Linked DNA regions of Mus musculus: region 1 is linked to region 2. A link is a contact called in public promoter capture Hi-C data. All regions are on one chromosome and are shown on one strand. Each heading gives the region's core, a stretch centred on a gene start, on an enhancer-like site or on the middle of the called end of the contact. The rest is flanking DNA. Distances are from core to core; before and after follow the strand shown. Region 1 holds the start of Abo (ABO blood group (transferase A, alpha 1-3-N-acetylgalactosaminyltransferase, transferase B, alpha 1-3-galactosyltransferase)). Region 2 holds the start of Snapc4 (small nuclear RNA activating complex, polypeptide 4).

What was found. Promoter capture Hi-C pulls out the DNA fragments that hold promoters and counts their contacts.
Region 1: a contact with region 2 is called in a promoter capture Hi-C map of the SN4741 cell line, with 4 times the contacts expected there. The contact joins the promoter of Abo here to the promoter of Snapc4 in region 2. A contact is called at or near these places in 2 of 39 promoter capture datasets (the SN4741 cell line and neutrophils).

Annotation. Positions count from the first base shown.
Region 1 is chr2:26,863,693-26,866,392 of GRCm38.p6, forward strand. It overlaps Abo (ABO blood group (transferase A, alpha 1-3-N-acetylgalactosaminyltransferase, transferase B, alpha 1-3-galactosyltransferase)), which reads right to left and starts at 1,303. Exons shown (of 6, transcript NM_030718.5): 1 at 1,179-1,303. The coding sequence starts at 1,191.
Region 2 is chr2:26,379,218-26,381,917 of GRCm38.p6, forward strand. It overlaps Snapc4 (small nuclear RNA activating complex, polypeptide 4), which reads right to left and starts at 1,436. Exons shown (of 23, transcript NM_172339.4): 1 at 1,332-1,436.

The DNA.
Region 1 (2,700 bases), core at 53-2,552, 480 kb after region 2:
CAGTCCTACTTAAAATGAATGTATTTAAAGATGCTGAACTTTTTACTTAAAATTGCTAAGATTGGCCATAAGATGGCATAGTAGGTAGAGCCTTCCTTCCTGCATAAGCTTGACAACCTGGGCCTGAGCTCGGGAACCCAGGAGTTAGAAGAAAAGCTCCTCCACAGAGTTCCCACTGATCCCCTCGCGCATGCCAATGTGTACATGTTCACATGTACACATCACACACAAAAATAAATAAGAAAACTCTATCTTCTTTGTTATGGGGAAAATGTTTCAGATGGTTATTTTGTTTTATGTATTTTTACCACAGGAAGAAAGGATGGAGAGTGAAAAGTGAGTTTGCACTGTCGAGGGTCTTGAGCCATCAAGGGTCAATATTCCGGTGTTCATGCCTGGGGAGTCAATCTTGCTGGTCACCTTTGTGCTGACTAGGATTTAGACAATGGTGTCAGTCTGTAAGATCCGGGCCCACGGATGGGGTGAGGCACAGTCACCACTAAAACTAGAATAGAAACTAAGTGGACTTTGTACTCTCTTGTATTCCTCACAGGTAGCACACACTTTTGGCAAAAAGAAATTCTCTTCCAGGATTAATTTTGCTTTGTTTGTGTGTTTCTTTGTGTAGTACTAAGAATATTTCTTTGCTATTGAATTGACCCTAGCTTGACCAGGTGAGGGCTGGGGAGCCAACCCCACCCTTCCTCCCAGTCACCCCTTCCCTCCAGCCCTGCAGGATTACTGGACTCAGCCACCTGGAGTCTCCTGCCCTTGGCCTCCTTCCCCTTCTCCCCACAGGTGGCCTGGACTCCTAGGAGCTCCTGCAGGGCCTGATTCATAGCCACTGACCACCACCTGTGTTCTGGAATAGCTAGCGTGTGGGGAAGAGGATGTCCAGTAAAGGGCAGACAGATCACGTACATTCAGTGCCCTCCCTCAGCAGCTTTGCCTAGTCAGATCAGAATTTTCCACTGTGACTCTGGCCCCACTTACCCACCTTTTGACAGTACTCATGCACAAACACAGATCCAGGGACACTCGGGGCTCCTGCCAGCCCAGCCCAGCCTGCCTGGCCCTGCCCCATCTGAGCCTCTGACCCCAGCAGCAAAGAAGCCCGGTCCAGATGGTAGACAATCGATGGAGGGTGCCCACAGCCAGCCCCTTATTCCTCAGCTCACCTCTGAGATTCATGTCAGAACCCAGGATGGTTCAGTGTCTGTGCAGCAAGCTGTTAGGCACAGGCCAGGTCTCAGGCACACAGGAGAACTCACCCCCAGGGGAGATAATACACAGCTCTGAACACCTGTGGGCGGGGAAGAACTCTGGCAGACTTCTGATTTGCCCAGGCGTGTGTACAGGAACCAAGTGTCCTCAGACAGGTATCTCCAACCACAGGTCACATCACAGGGACTGTGGGTGATTCTCCTCTGCTGTCATGCTCTAACCTGACTTTGCTATGGTCCTCAAGTCTGTCCCACTGTCTTCTTCAGCTTGCTTTGTCTCTCCCTCCTCTCTCTCCCTCCCCCCTCTCCTTCCTCTGCCTTTCCTCTTCCTCCCCCTCATCTTTTCCAGTCTTTTCTCTCACGCCATCTCTTTATTTCTGTACCTCTCTGCAAGATGTCATGTATCCCAAGGCTGGCCTAAACTTGACTATGTAAATCATGCTGTCCTTAAACTCACATAGATCTTGTCTCCATCTCTCAATCTTGTCAACTTAATCTAGAAAAACGTCATGTGAACCAAAGTTCCCTCGAAAGAAGCTAAACCTTCCAAGTACCTTCTACAAGGCTAACTGACTAATGATGGAGAAGTAAGACTGTCGCCATACCAGTCTAATTACAGTTTACCTTGGGCTAATGTCACCTTCCTTAATAGCCATTATTTATCCACCTCTCTGTCTGAACTAATATCTTTGTAACAACAAAAAAGTGTTAATGTATTAGCCTAACACATGATTTTTTCTATCAATCAAAAGGCTAAGAACTGGGACTGGTGAGATGGCTCAGCAGTTAAGAGCACTGACTGATCTTCTGGAGGTCCTGAGTTCAAATCCCAGTAACCACATGGTGGCTCACAACCACCCATAATGAGATCTGAAGACAGCTACAGTGTACTTACATATAATAAATAAAATCTTTAAAAAAAAAAAAAAGGCTAAGAACTGATTGATCTGCCCCAAGCTTTTAGATGAGGAAAAGTAAAGTCGACCGCCATGTACATGAACAGTCGTCGTGCTTTTACTACTGGGCATGCACACTGCATGATCTATGGAGCTTGCGCACACACGTGGGGGTAGGGGAACAGGGAGAGAGAGAAAGAGAGAGACAGAGACTGAGAGAGAGAGACAGAGAGAGACAGAGAGAGGCAGAGAGAGAGAGAGATTCTCACTGCTGGGTAAAAGGACATTAAAAACAAGGAAAAGATTCTTGGCTCTCCTACAGGCTATTTGGCTTTCCCTACAAATTGCTGTCCTCCACTGCCAGGGTGCTCACCTGTCTGCCTAACAAATGATAAATGGTCCTAGGACCAGTGGGGCTAATTAATATTCTGATGACATATCCTGACCCAGTTCTGCCTGAGACCATGGTAAAGAAGATACACACCGGTTGATGGAGGGCACCAGAGAGAATGGCCAATCTCCCAAAAACCACTGGCAGGTCTCTGGGGTCTAACTGACCTTCTTCACCAGACTACTCATCT
Region 2 (2,700 bases), core at 186-2,685:
GATGGCACACCATACAAAGGCACTTGCTACCAGGCCTAAGGACCTGAATTCAGGACCAGTAATCAATGGTGAAGAGACCCTACTCCAGCTTTCCCTCAGACCTCCCCCACTATGGCACATCTACCTACACACAAGGAAATAAACAAGTATAATAACTGTAAAAAGCTGGGTGTAGAAGTCGGGTATAGTGACACACGTCTTTAATCCCAGGAATCAGGAGGCAGAGGCAGGGGGATCTCTGAGTTTGAGGCCAGCTTGGTCTACAGAGTGAGTTCCAGGTCAGCCAGAGCTCTAAAAGAAACTGTCTTCAAAAACAAAATAAAGAGCCGGGCGTGGTGGCAAAGGCCTTTAATCCCAGCACTTGGGAGGCAGAGGCAGGCGGATTTCTGAGTTCGAGGCCCGCCTGGTCTGCAAAGTGAGTTCCAGGACAACCAGGGCTATACAGAGAAACCCTGTCTCGGAAAATCCACCCCCCCCCCCCCCGCCCAAAAAAAAAAAAAAAAAAAAAAACCCAAAAAACCAAAAACCAAAATAAAGAAACAAAGAGCTGAGTGTGATGGCACATAATTTAAATCCCAGCACTTGGGGGGCATAACTAAGTGGATCTCTGCATTTCAAACCATTAGTGAGATACTGTTTCAAACAAAATTATCAAACACATTTTCACACCCAGAGCCAGAAATGAAGAAAAACATCCTGTTTGATTTCTTCCTACTAAGTTGTTGACAGCAGTCTTAACTGACTACAACAAAACAAAACAAAATCCCCTTCAACGACATTCCAATTACTTATACAGGGAACGTTTGTCAACCAACTTGGCTAGAAACAGCGGGATCTACAGATGTAGCAATAATCATTGCCACTGGATGCTTGGCCACCAACGAAAGAGTAACGTGTTTTGAGGCAGCAGCAATTCCATCTCCTCCCACAGCATCGCCCACATAAAGGAAGAAAAAGTCACGTTTTCAAGTCCTGAGCTGGGAGCCACGGTCCGCCTTTAATGACATCAGAGACACTTTGCTGCCTGTCCCTTCTAAGGCCTAACCGGGCAAGGCAGTTGGGGTCCAATGCACCCTTAGTGGCTGGATTCGATAAGCCAGGGGTGGCCGGTGGTGCTGCAGCGCATGCAACCGGTTAGAGCAGCGGTTCGGAGCACAGCACGGAGCAAATCCGGTCCTGCATCTCACCAGCTAGGGGACCTCGGCTGGGCTCCGGACGCGGGCTCTCCACTCCAGCAATGTCGCGGCCACGCCACGCCTCGGTTTCCCCGTGCTGGCTGCCCTGCCCCTCCTGGACACAACGCCTGCTACCTGCCGCCCGCCAATCCTCACCTTCTAGGCATCCCTTCCAAACTTCACAGCTGGCATCATCGCCCGGGCGACCACACGCAGATCATGCTTCTAGCAGTCGCGGAAGTCAGTAGGCTTGCACCGGAAGTCCCACCCAGGCTGCGGCGCAGGGCATGCTAGGAGGTGTGCTGGGGGGCGGGGCCCTAGCGAGGCGTTCATCTTTCTCCAGGTTCCCTGGGCTGTGTACTTAGCTCCTGGTGTTCTGGGTTTGGATGAATGATCAGTGTGTCGTTAAGTACTTTCCCGTGTGTGTCGTCCTCGGAGCCCACAACCTGGGACCGCCAGAAATGGACATTCATTCACTAAGGATTATTCTGCCTGGCCAACACATCACAGAGCTGCTGGCTAAGTAGTGGGGGGGGGGGGGCGGGAGGGCGGGGAGGGGGGGGTCGGTCTCACTCTTATGAAACAAAATACCAATAATTATCCATTATTAATTTTTTGTTTGTTTGTTTTTTCGAGACAGGGTTTCTCTGTATAGCCCAGGCTGTCCTGGAACTCACTTTGTAGACCAGGCTGGCCTTGAACTCAGAGATCTGCCTGCCTCTGCCTCTCCAGTGCTGGGATTAAAGGCGTGAGCCACCATGCCCGGCCCATTATTAATTCTTTTTTTTTTTAATTAGGTATTTTCCTCATTTACATTTCCAATACTATCCAAAAAGTCCCCAATACACTCCCCCCCACTCCCCTACCCACCCACTCCCCCTTTTTGGCCCTGGCGTTCCCCTGTACTGGGGCATATAAAGTTTGCAAGTCCAATGGGCCTCTCTTTCCAGTGATGGCCGACTAGGCCATCTTTTGATACATATGCAGCTAGAGTCAAGAGCTCCGGGGTACTGGTTAGTTCATAATGTTGTTCCACCTATAGGGTTGCAGATCCCTTTAGCTCCTTGGGTACTTTCTCTCCATTATTAATTCTTAACAGCTTCCTTAATTCTACTCTCCCTAGGCAGCTGGGTCCTCCTAGTGCCTAATAATGCCTGTGAGTAGGAGAAGCATGGCAGTGGCTTGAGGCTCAAGGCTGGTGAAAACCAAGCCTGGCGACTGGCCAGTTTGTGGGACCTGGGAAGGGCCTTGGTCTTATGGAGAACTGACTACAAGCTAGAAGTCACCTGCAACACTACTGGAGTGGGTACAGAATCATGAAATCAAAGAGTAATAGTGCATCCCTTTAATCCAACATTCAGGAAGCAGAGGTAGGTGTAACTCTGTGAGTTCAAATCCAGCCTGATATACAACAAAGCAAGTTTCAGAACTATATAGACACTGTCTCAAAAAAGAAAATAAGAGTCATATCAAGTCTGGCCCAGAGTTGGGTTTGGCCAGAGGGAGTCTGGGGCATTAAAGGAAA